Linked DNA regions of Mus musculus: region 1 is linked to region 2. A link is a contact called in public Micro-C data. All regions are on one chromosome and are shown on one strand. Each heading gives the region's core, a stretch centred on a gene start, on an enhancer-like site or on the middle of the called end of the contact. The rest is flanking DNA. Distances are from core to core; before and after follow the strand shown. Region 1 holds the start of Twf1 (twinfilin actin binding protein 1). Region 2 holds the start of Adamts20 (a disintegrin-like and metallopeptidase (reprolysin type) with thrombospondin type 1 motif, 20).

Region 1 (6,067 bases), core at 565-3,064, 190 kb before region 2:
TTTTTTTTAAGTAGTGTCAGCTTCTGTAATCAACAGGACATGAATCAGCTAAAAACCCTGCAAGCAAACCCTACAATTTTCCCCTTGTGCAACAACAGTTCAGTTAAAACTGGTAAATCAGGCTGGACCATTACGCCGCTGGGAAGACCGTGTTGGAATGGAACACCTCCCAAGGAAGTCCCCAAACCCAGATTTTATGGGGCTAATCCATGGTGTGAAGATCTGTTAAAGGAACCGAGTTGAGATCACAAGCACCAGCACACAGCATTTTTTTTTCCCTTATGGTCTCCACAAAGAAAAGCAGTTGCAGGCCTATTTAGTGGCTTATTTAAAATGCTTTATACTCGAAGAGGGACTCCATACCTTGTCATTATGTCATTTGCCTGAATCGAGTTTGAATATAAAAAAATAAATATATTTATTAGTCCAAGGCTTTAAAATCTAGAGCTAGAGTTCTACTTAGAAAACATACATAAAAATAAACAATAGAATAAACTTTCACAGGGGAATGCATGCCGATAAAAGTGTACAGTGAGAAAGAACGGTAACTCCTGTCTGCTGTTTCCATACAAATGTATTGCATCCAGGTAACTACGAACACACATTTGACTTGAAGCAATCAAAGGCTAACCTAAAGCAAAGCTCTGTTAATGGTTTCCAAGGGTAGAGCTGACCACAGAGAGATATTCAGGTCAGCTCAATGGCTCAGTGGTTTCACACTCAGTTCTTTGGGGGAACCAGAGAAAGGACAATGAGGTCTCTTAAAGTGCTATGAGCTGAAATTTCCAGAAAAAAAAAAAAGCCACCCCAAACCTGTTCAAGACTCAAAAAGGTTGCCTAGCTGATTAGAAGTGCCTGATTGTGTAGGACTGTGGTGTAGGTCCTAAGCTGAATTATCTTGGGCCATCCCAGTTACTAGCCACTTCTGAGTCCATCCTTGGAAATGTACAGACCACTTAGCTTCTCCCATTGAAAGGTTAAAGATGCCCTCTTCAGATAATATCTGAACCAGTAGCAGAAATTTCGCCACTTTGGGTATAGCCCCATGTCCCCACCAAATATATTTTAAAGATGATTTGTGATTTTCTTTTGTTCTGGTACTAAAAAAAAAATTCATAAGTCTGTTACCAAGTTGAAACATGATATTTGGGATGGGGTGTCACCTGAATTAGTGCCTCCTCCCCGCCTGATAGGGCACATATTTGATTTCAGAATAGACTTTTTTTTCTCTTTTTTGAGGTGAGAACAGTGGTTTTGTGTGATAGTGACCAATTGAAAAGTGAACAGCTTGAGATTCAAATCACGGGGAAAATAATGGAGAACTCTACAGTCTCTTATTTTAAAGTGGGCCAGGAGTGGTCTTGAGCCCCATCTTGCTTTGCAAATGTTTAACTGTTTTATCTTTCGCCTTAAAATGGTCTTTTCTTTACAGCAAAGGATATGTCTTTCATGTAGAAAGCGTTTGTTTCGGAAAATGGCCATTTTTCCCTCTAAAGCATTTTGATGAGGTGTGTCGCTGCGGCGTGTGATAGACACACAGCCCACTGCCAGAAGGTGCATCCTGGACAGAAACAGCAGCGGGGGGGGGGGGGGGGGGGGCAAGGGGGGGTGATTGCCGGGAAAGGGCATGGCCAATGGCTTAAGGGGCGGGGCTTGTGACGACAATGAAAGTAGCCAGTGAAAGAACAGGGGGCGGGATCCTAGGCGGGGTCTATGTCGCGCTGGAGAGCGGGGCTGGTGCTGGGGGCGGGGCTGAGAGTCGCGGGCCGATGACGCACAGGCGGAGCCGCTACTTCCTGGATCCGCCGGCCGGGGCCGCTACCGCACCCTGCGCCGGAGCCGGGAGCCTGGGGCCGCCGCCATGTCCCACCAGACAGGCATCCAAGGTAACGGCGCCACGGGGCAGGGGCTCCCGGGAGGCTGCGGGCCGGAACGCTGGAGGCGCGCACGGCATTGGAGCTGCTCTGGGTGCGACGGCCCCGACTGTGTCCCTCGCGGCCCTCCCCGGCGGCCGCCACGTAACAGGCCGGTGGTGGCTGCCAGAGAACCGAGGATGTGAGGATGTCCCGGGCGACCCCGCTGCATCCCGGCCCCCGTGCCGAGAGCAGGAAGACCGAAGCTGGCTGGGCTCCTGCCGCCGGCCAGCCGAGCGACTTTTTCCTCGGGACCCGCCAAAGGAGATTGCTCCAGCACTCAGATCGTTTGAAAACCAAACAGCTCCCACCGCTGTAGGCTGCCTCCCGAACTCCCCGGATTTTTCTCTCAGAACGCGGGTGTGCCTTCCTTCCGGAGAAATCCCGAGTAGGGAGTGTTTTTCCATCTTTGGATGCTTGCACCCCAGGCAGCTGCAAAGTCTGATCTGTGTAGCTGCACCTCATGAACCCCGTGGAGACAGTCGAATGTGCAGTTTACTTGTGTATCTTACTCGCCGTTTATTATTTCCTGGTTGGAAAATAGGCAACTTGGACGTACTCAACCTCCTACGGAATCAAATAATATATCCCGGGGTTATTTAACGAGTTCTAATATAAACTAGAGCACTTCCCGTAATAGTTAACCGAGCCTTTCCCCCGGGTGACCACTTAATAACTTGTTTTGTGTTTTAAGGGTTTTTGACACTACCACTTAATTCTGTGCACATGCAGGCAAAAATAGTCTCCGATCTAACAACACTTAATCTCCCCCGTGTTACTTATGACATTTAAATATATCAAAATTATTGTTTAATGTTTGAGCCTTTTATATAACAAGACATAAATATTAGTCTTGCTTGGCAATCAACAACACAAGACCGAATTTGAAGCAATGATGACTACACAAGGGATAGGTTATTAAATGTTTATTTCCTGGGTGGCTTCTATAACTTTTTACAAAGAGATGCAAGAAAAATGTAAGATCTAGTGTATTTTACAGGTTTTTTCTTTAATCAGTATATGAGATTTGATCCTGTTGTTCTTGATGGACAGATACAGGACATGATTTGATGAAGGAGCACACATCACAAACTTAAAATTGGACTATTAGAAGCAACTTGTTAACATTTTCAAACATGGAGCAATTTGTCTGTTACTGGGTTTGACTGAAAGCATTCACCCTAGTGTTACTTCTGCTACTGAGTTCTGTGGCTAAAATGTTGAAGTTCCTGTACTTCTAAATGCTAGTATTTAGTTTTTGCTCCTCGCCAAGGCCGGTATTTTATGCTTCTGTTTTATAGTAACAATAAGAAGGGCCTGTATGCTCCACATGTTTCTTTAATTTATGTTTTCTTTAGGTGAATACAAACTAAACTACTTCTAGGTTTAAACACTTTTTCCCTTTATCATTTTCCACAGCAAGCGAAGATGTCAAAGAGATCTTTGCCCGAGCCAGAAACGGGAAATACAGACTTCTGAAAATATCTATCGAAAATGGTTAGTTAACAGTTTTAAGATACTCTGTGCCCCTGGAGGGTTAGCTGTTACAGTTTCAGGTTTCCAAGCCTTATGAGTAATTTGAACTATTAATCAGCATGAAGCAAGTTCAGAGCTTGCCTTTCAGCCTGTTTTCCTTTTAAACTGGGGGCGGCCATTGCGGAGACAGCAGGTGCTTTCTGGTGTGGAGGCTTCACCTGTTGTGTGTTTTTCTGCAGCACAATCTATGTCTAATGTCAGTGCTTCTAGAATGAAAATCAGTAGCTGGGCATTTATTGAAAACAAAACTAATTATTTTGTGAGTTGTTCAATGAGCTGTGTTTTGAAGTAGAAACATTTGAGATACTTGTTTGTTTATTGCTTGATTGGATCATACAGAGATCCTTTCTTGTTTGCAAACGTTCTGAGAAAATGGCAAATTATAAATTGACTCCTTAATGTTAATTTTATGAACAGGGAAACTGGCTGAGTGGCTATATCTGATAGGAGATGGATTTGAAGAAACTGTTAATAACTCGATGTTGAAATGAATGTGCTGAAAATATTCTGTTGGCCTCAAATACCCTAAGACATTTTGTTTTGGAAAAATAACTTGTTTTTTTTCATAAACTGGAAATAAACTAAGTTTGTTTTCCATTTTCTGCTTATATATTTAACTGTGAAACTAGTTTAGGAAATCTTAAAGTCTGTAGGAACAAATGTATATACTTCAAAGCAGCTAAAATTGTGACGGTCAGTAAGCAAAATGGAAAGATAAAATGTATCTAATTCATACTTTAGGAAGAAAATTTCTATTTCTTAAATATTTTCCAATTGTTTTTTTAATCTTGAGAAAATTGTTAAACTAGTAAGTTTCAGAGAATGGAAACATAAATACCCACCTCTTAACTTAATGACCTAGTACTTTATAGTTTGTTCCAGACCTTGTTAACTGTTACTGTCTCTCTAATGAAGGACAGCTTTGACAGCTGTACTTTTCTTTTCGTGGAGCATCTACAGTTGGAAAGATAGATAGAGACACACACACACACATATATAAAATCCATCATCTTTAGCACATAATGCTGTTTTTAAGTTCATATAAAGTGCATATTGTTATATTCTTGATCTTTATTTCTGGGATTTCTGGTGGATTTGTGTTGCTAGCATATGATGACTTTAAAACACAAACAGTATTTTTATGTGACTGTACCACGGCGTGTTCTCTTACGGGGAAGGTGGAAGCTGTCGTGGGTTTGCCCTGTTGCTGTGTCGTGCTGAAGTGCATGTCTGTCTGTGGGGACAGACAGCTGCCTGGGAAAACACCCTTCATAATCTTACATAGTTCTACAAGACAGCACTTGAAGCGTGTGGCGACTCGCAGTTGTAGTTTGTGTTCAGGCAACAGTTAAACCGAGTAGTGTTGTTAGTAGGAGCTGAAGCTTGCTTTGTAGTTCTTTATAATTTAATAATTAATTTCAAGAATTACAGTTTTGAGTCATAAATGAAGTTGTATATATGGTATAAAATTTTATATCTCTATATGTGATCATTTTCAACATTTTAACAAATAGAACTCTGCTTGACCTCTACTTGAACATTTAACTGCACTGTTACTATAGGAGTTGAGACCTACGTCACTCTTCTTGTCTTCATTAGTTTAGCGTCCGATACGACACTGCATTCATCTGTTTCAAATTCTCCTTTCATAGAGCAACTGGTGGTTGGCTCCTGTAGTCCACCTTCAGACTCCTGGGAACAGGACTACGACTCCTTTGTCTTGCCCCTGCTGGAGGACAAGCAGCCGTGCTATGTATTATTCAGGTTAGACTCTCAGAATGCCCAGGGATATGAATGGATATTCATTGCATGGTCTCCAGATCATTCTCATGTGAGTAATTTTTTTGTAGTTTTGGTTTGCTTGTTTGTTTGTTTGTTTGTTTGTTTGGCGTTAAATGCTAGGAAGAATTTTTTTTTAATGAAGTATTTTCAGGCTAAAGGAAGGGTTAGAAGCGGCAGTCTTTTCCCATAGAGGGATAATCTTTCCCCCCAAACACACAAACATCTGATAGTAGACGGAAATACAGCAAAAGGTGGAATTGGATGTGAATGTTGCTCGGTATTTTAAAGAATCTGGGGTTTATGATAAGAAGCTGACTTTTTAATACCATCTAGATATTCTGAAAAGATTACCTGATTTTCATTCTGTCTGGAAGAAATAGCAGATTTCCCTGTTTGGAATTATGAAATCGTTTGTGCTAATTAATCGTGACCCCTGAGAGCTTCTCCGGCTCCTCACTAATCGAGCACATGTCCATCCCAGTGTTGCTCCCCCAGCAGCATCCGCCATCCCGAGCCCAGGAACACGTGATGCTTACCCAGTAGCTTTGAGTCAAATAGCACGGCAAAGGCTGCTTTGTATTGATCCCCCTCGTAGTTTCAAACAGTACTTTAGGCTATTCTTTATTCTAACAGCCAGTTTTGTACTTTGTAAAGCCAGGAGCTTATTTTGTATTTTAAACAAGCATCCTACATAATTTAAGACCTACCGTAACGGTTATTAATGGTTTAGACACCCATTTTACAGCTGTCAGTGTCAGCCTGATCTGTTTAAGTACTGAAGATTTTAATACATCCGTGCTTTTATAATGGTATATTTTATAAAATTAATACTGTTA
Region 2 (6,231 bases), core at 3,473-5,972:
ACACAGAGAGAGAGAGAGAGAGAGAGAGAGAGAGAGAGAGAGAGAGAGTGTTTGTTCCTTTACAATTTGCCTTCTTGGCACAATTGCTGGGCGTTACTCTCTCCCACCTAGAAAAGCGTGCCCCTAACCAATGTATTATCTCCATCTCTCCACCTGCTCTAAAGTTCAGTGGCTAGTCTCACCTGGCCCCTGTCAAACATCTTTGACCACCTGCCTGTAGTAGTGGCCACAGGCTTCAGCTCCCCCAGAGACCTCACATGGTTGCTGTGTTCTTCTCCCTCCAAAGCATGGCAGAAAACTCCTCTCTCTCCTTCCTTGCATCTGACTTTTCCTCCGGGAACCTGGGAGTCCTGCCCACACCTTTTTCCTAGCAATTGGCCCTCAGCTTTCTTTACTGACAAATCAAGAACCAATTGGGGGAAAAAGGCATCAGAGCTGCCCCCTTCAAAGACTTACTTACTTCAAAAGTTATCAGAGCCTAATATTTGTCTATATGCAGTTGCTCCACAGCAGTATTGTTTTACTTGCATTATACACACATAAGTTCTATCTCAACTGTTAGAGAAATTCAAGATGGAATTCAAGATGGAAAGAAATAACTTCAAGCACAACAGGAACAATGAAGTGGTGTGTGTGTGTGTGTGTGTGTGTGTGTGTGTGTGTGTGTGTGTGTGAAGAAAAGTTAAGTGTTTGGGAAGGAGAAAAATCACGTTCGTATACAGCTAAGGTAGAGCAGTGCACGCTGGAGATATTACCACAAATCTTAAAGAAACCACTTAAATCACAAAACAAAGAGTTCATCTAAGGCACACTCCGTGGATAAAGGGCTTGCTCCTAAGCCTGCTAACCTGAGTTTGATCCCTGGGATCTACATGGTAGTAGGGGAGAATAAACTCTGAGGCACACACAAACTCACATAGAGAAGCTCACACACAAAATAAATAAACTTAGTTTAAATATTTAAAAAGAGTTTGTCTAGCAGTTGAGATAAAATAGAATCACAAGATATATTCATTAAGTTAAAATGAATACAAGCAAAAAGGGGGAAAAAGATTAATGGTATAAGTAGAAAGCGAACAGTGAGATTATTGACTTGAATGTAACCTTTCTACAATTACAATAAATGTGAATGGTATAAGTATTCCAAAAAAAATAAAAGGTTGTTAGCTTTGATGTTCTGTTTGGTTATTCCTAGGCTATATAAATGTCAATATTAGTATTTATATAGTTATTGAATTGTTTATTTATTACCTTTTATGGTGGGAATATCCTTAGTACCAGGGAAACTGCCTCAAACACCTTTTAATAATGACTTCTCGTATGATTACAATTGACTGTGCTGAACACAGATAAATAAAAGAACAGTGATAATAGAGTGTAATTTAATACATACTAATTAGGGCATGAAATTTGATTTTTCCTCTTTGTACTTGGAAACAATGATAATGTCTTAAAATTATTAACAAATGAAGACTGGAAAGTAGTTTAGTGATACAGTGCTTGCTGAGCATGTGAGAAACCCTGGGCTGGATTCCCCAGCACTGGAGATGGGATTCAACTTTACATAAACAATGTCTTCATAATAGTAATGCTTACAAAAACAAGTACTACTCAACAAAATCTGTCTAACCCCTGAATATATTAGCAGTTCTCATAATGCAAACTGGCTATCGAGCTTGTGTTTATCTCAATTGTCTGAATTACAAATAAAATGTATTTGGTATTAATAAGACTTTAATTTTTTTGAGTTGCTGCTGGTTTAAATAGTATATTAAATTTGAACTGGTATAAACAGTTCAACTCTCTTCTAGTAAAGGCTACATTTGAAACCAAAGAAACCTGGTTCTAACTTGGTGGATATCCCAGAGTAAATGACCTAATCTTTCTTTCTTGTCTCATGATATGGGCAGTGAGTAAATTAAATAAGGTAACTTTTCTGAAGTTTGTTAGGTCTGAGATATCAGAGGAATTCGATAAGTGGTACCTCTAAGAATGAATGTGAGGGGGAAAAAAGTTCGATTAAACAGCCATTGAGATGAGCTCATTTGTGAGAATTTTCCAAGTAGGGAAAGATAAATAAGAGACAACAGAAATGTCCCCAAATCAGACTAATATATGTAAAAAGTATTTGAATTCAGAAAAACCAGTATAGTAATCTATGTCCTATGTAAAAATAAACATTTATTTTCTGTAAAATGAGGGAAGTAATACTGTTCATTATCAAGTTTTACCAAGCTTTGAACCCTATGAACTACAATCATTGGTATGGCGAGCTATGCCTGTAAGTTCATACGTTAGGAGAGTAACTAACCACTTTCTGGCTGGATTTAAGAGCAAATGCATGCTGGCACTGTAACTATGGCTCCAGCGACATTGTTGCAGAGCTCACAGGCTCCAGGAGTGAAGCTATTACTATTATTCTGGTAAGCTCAGACAGTGTCAAACTGACTCTAAATTCCTGTCTGTATCAGTGCAGATCTGATTGGTGCAGATCTGATTGGGGCAGATCTGATTGGTGCAGATCTCAGCTCCTGTTAAGAGAAGTTTCTTCCTGCAGCAGGGAGGGGAGTGGTTAATAGGGAAGCTTGCAATTGGTCACAAGTGTTCGTGGTGTTCTTGGCTATGGATGGGAAACCTATATTACCTCCCCAGCAAGGCTCAGGGCCATTGTGGAAAAGGGGGTGGAAAGATTAGGAGAGCCAGGCAGGGACAGCTGAAGTGAAATTGTCTCCTGGACATGACAGTGTGGCTGCGTGTATACTTTCACGACAGCTGTGGCTGTCTGCATTAAATCTGCATTTAGTTCATGCAAGTCAACGTTCTAGCTTGGAGTGTGACCGGTGCATGGGCACACACCAGCTGTGGACAGGTCATTTCTGGGGGGACAGGAGTCTGTTTTCTATACCGGTGAGTTTCACTATAGTTTAACCGCACTCCAGTGAATGGCCCTATTAACCGCACTCCAGTGAATGGCCCTATTCCCAAGAGTAAGTAGACAATGCAAACTGGACTCCTCCGGAGGCTATTAAATAATAGGACACAAAGTTGCGAGAATACTGGCAAGTTGGGAGCAGACCTGGGAGGAGTTGGGGGCGGGGAAAGGCGGTGACTGGGGGCAGAACATATTGTATGGAATTCTCAGAGGATTAATTAAAATATATCTATAAGATTAGAGTGACACAGACAGCACATGAACTGTCCCATGAACACAATATTTCCAAAATGTCAGATGTGTTGAAAACGAAACGCTCCGTTACCAGCACTGCTTTGATGCTTTGAACCTTCAGCGATGAAAACAAGGTGTCTCTCAGCAGTCGGGTAGCAATTAGTGTGGTATGATTCTGGTTTCGGGTCTTTGTAGGTGGAAAGGCCTGGCTCCAAATGCCAAGATGTACTCAGAGCTGCATGCCATTAAAGTGCCCAGCGTGGAGGATGGTAAAGGTTAAACGCACAGTTGTGGGTAAAGTCCGTTGTTGTTCTCTTTAAGACCACCACATTCTAACCTAAACCTGCCATGCTCTCTAATTCTCTGGTGGATGGAATGGCACTGGTGGGAAAGTGGGAAGGAAAAGAGGAGCGAGTGAGGATTACCATACCACCACCCAGCTGGGGATTTCACCATCAAATATAAGTTTCGACTCTCCCTTCCTGAAACTCTTCTACTACCCGTGCTGCCAACAACAGAAGATTGATACCGGTGACATGGAAGGAGGGAACGTATGGTTAGAGGGCAATTTCCAAGGCCAAGAGCCCAGAGCGCAACAGTGACTGCAACAGTGACTGTAAGCCAAACTGAGCTGCAGTCACCCCGTTGTATCCGTGAAGGTTTGCCTTCCCTGGTTAATGGCCTTGGTTGGATTTCAAGGCTCCCAGCCCCTCTCCCCCGTTTTTTTCCGTTCTGGTAATAGAAGTAATTGCAGATCCTGCAAATCAAACAGGTGAGCTCAGGACACGAGAAGTACCCTTGAAAAGAAGCTGTTTTTCTCTTCATGCTAAAGTTTGTCCGTTGCAGTAGGGCCTGGCCTTGCGCACGGATTCAGAGCTACAGATATTGTTGACGAGAGTTAACATTGACAGAGGGCTTTCTTCACTCGGTGGAGAGATTGGTCCCAGAAACAGGCAGATGTTCCGTGGTTCTTGACATTTGTATGTTTTGGGGAGAGTCCTTTGTGCATATTTAAGCACAAAACCAAAGGCGCAGACAGGCAACAGTAATCACATGTGACTGGAGTTCTGGAGACTCCAATGACCTCCTTGAACTTCCTCAACCAAGAGAGATAGGTTAATGCAGTCATACACAAGTCTTCTAGCTCCGTATCCTCCAAACTCCAGAGTCTCCCTGCACACAGGGACCCTCAAAAAACTGAGCCTCACCACAAGCTCCATGGATAGCATCCGGTTACGGATGGTTATTTTGCGTGGGAAGCCGAATAGGACCTCTCAAACGTGAATTGCATAGGCCCCGGTCTGACACTTGTCATTTCACTCCGTGCTCCTATCACCTGTCAACGTGCGTGGGGTCTGGCTGGTCCTGGGGACGCGGAGCTGCAGCCAGGGAGGTCCCGGTGCGCGCGCCCGCGGGCGGGGCTGCGCGGGGCAGGGGCTGCGCGGGAGGCCGAGCCGCCGCGCCTCCCGCTGATTGGTCGACCAGGTCCTGGGGGGCGGGCCCTCCGCCGCCCCGCGCGCCCCGCTACTCTGGCTCGGTTCCCGCTGGGCCGGGCAGCGAGCGCTTCCCAGGGTGGCGCGGGAGCGCGGGGCGCGCGGGCCTGAGAGAGCCAGGCGGGCAGCGCGCGATGAGGCAGCGGCGCCGGGAGCGGGGACTGGCGGCGGGGCGAGGCGAGCCGGGGTGCAGTCCCGGGTGCTCAGGAGGCTGCTGAGACGCCGCGGAGAACCGCTAGAGCGCGGAGGAGGGCAGCGGAGCTCGGGGAGCCGGCGGCCCTGGGGCGGCCTCCCAGTCGGGATCCCCTCCCCTGTGTGCAGCCATGCGGGTGGCCAAGTGGCTGACCGGGTTGCTCTGCCCGATCTCGCTCCTTCTCACTGGGTCCTGGGAAGTTCGTTTCCACCCACGACAGGGTAAGGTCGCCGTGGGCGCTTGGGCCGGGTGCGAGTGGGTGGTGCAGACTGGTTGGAGACCCCAGGCCACCCAGCTCAGAGCATCCCCGAGGACTTTTTTGGTTGTCGTGGAATCTCTGGGGACACGCTCTCCTGATCATGCGGCGGGCACGCGTGGGGCATGGAGCAGCGTGCATCCGGACAACACGGGTTGCTGGAGGCTGGGAAGAGAAGAGGGGCTGGCAAGGAGGTGGCTGCGCTGGGTGGTGGGTGGCAAGGTCTGTATAGAGCATATAGGACCCGTGGGAAAGCAGTACATGCCCACGGTGCCCAGGTGTGTGCGTGTGTGTATATCTGTCGTGCCCCTGAGACTGACCAAAACTGGGGACCTTGGGTAGGGATGCTTGGCTCAAGAGCTTGTGGGTTGGACAGCGTCGGGGCTTCATAGACATTTCGCTGTGTGTTGCAGAAGCCCTGGTGAAGACTCTGGCCTCCTACGAAGTGGTGACCCCCACGCGGGTCAATGAGTTCGGAGACGTGTTTCCCCAGAACCGGCATTTCAGCCGGAAGAAACGTAGCTCCGGGGTGCCGGAGCCTCCTCCGTTCAGGACCCACTACCGAATCAGCGCCTACGGGCAGCTCTTCCAGCTGAACCTGAGCGCTGATGCGGCCTTCCTGGCTGCAGGCTACACTGAGGTGCACTTGGGGACCCCGGTACCTGGACCAGGCGGGCGCAGCACGGAGTCCCCAGACCTGCGCCACTGTTTCTACCGTGGCCAGGTCAACGCGCGAGAGGACCACACTGCTGTCTTCAGTCTCTGTGGAGGACTGGTAAGCCTGATTGTACCTCCCTATGAGTTTTCTCTGATCCAGGCCAGGGCTGTCTGGGGATTGGGGCATGGTGGGTGGTTCCTAGTAGGTTCCTTGGAGTCCTCAGAGACCACCAGAGAGAGGAGCCTAGACCACAGGCAGAGAGAGAGCATCTTTCATCCATTTGTCACGTGCTCCAGAGGCGCTCAGGAGTGGCCTCTGGGTTCTGCTTCTACAACCTCCGGGCAGGATTTTTATGGGCAGCTATTGGTGCCCAATCCCCTGAATTACTTAACCTTAGTAAATGTGTCAGAAAGGAAGGAAAAATTATTGAATATGCACAATTGAATAAAAAAAGGCTCCCGAGGC

Evidence for each region. Hi-C and Micro-C count contacts between places; a contact is called where the count stands out from the background.
Region 1: a contact with region 2 is called in a Micro-C map of embryonic stem cells, with 3 times the contacts expected there. The contact joins the promoter of Twf1 here to the promoter of Adamts20 in region 2. A contact is called at or near these places in 2 of 484 Hi-C or Micro-C datasets (embryonic stem cells and muscle stem cells).

Annotation. Positions count from the first base shown.
Region 1 is chr15:94,585,571-94,591,637 of GRCm38.p6, reverse strand. Twf1 (twinfilin actin binding protein 1) reads left to right here and starts at 1,814. Exons shown (of 9, transcript NM_008971.4): 1 at 1,814-1,886; 2 at 3,333-3,410; 3 at 5,102-5,280. The coding sequence starts at 1,862.
Region 2 is chr15:94,402,841-94,409,071 of GRCm38.p6, reverse strand. Adamts20 (a disintegrin-like and metallopeptidase (reprolysin type) with thrombospondin type 1 motif, 20) reads left to right here and starts at 4,722. Exons shown (of 39, transcript NM_177431.5): 1 at 4,722-5,073; 2 at 5,522-5,883. The coding sequence starts at 4,983.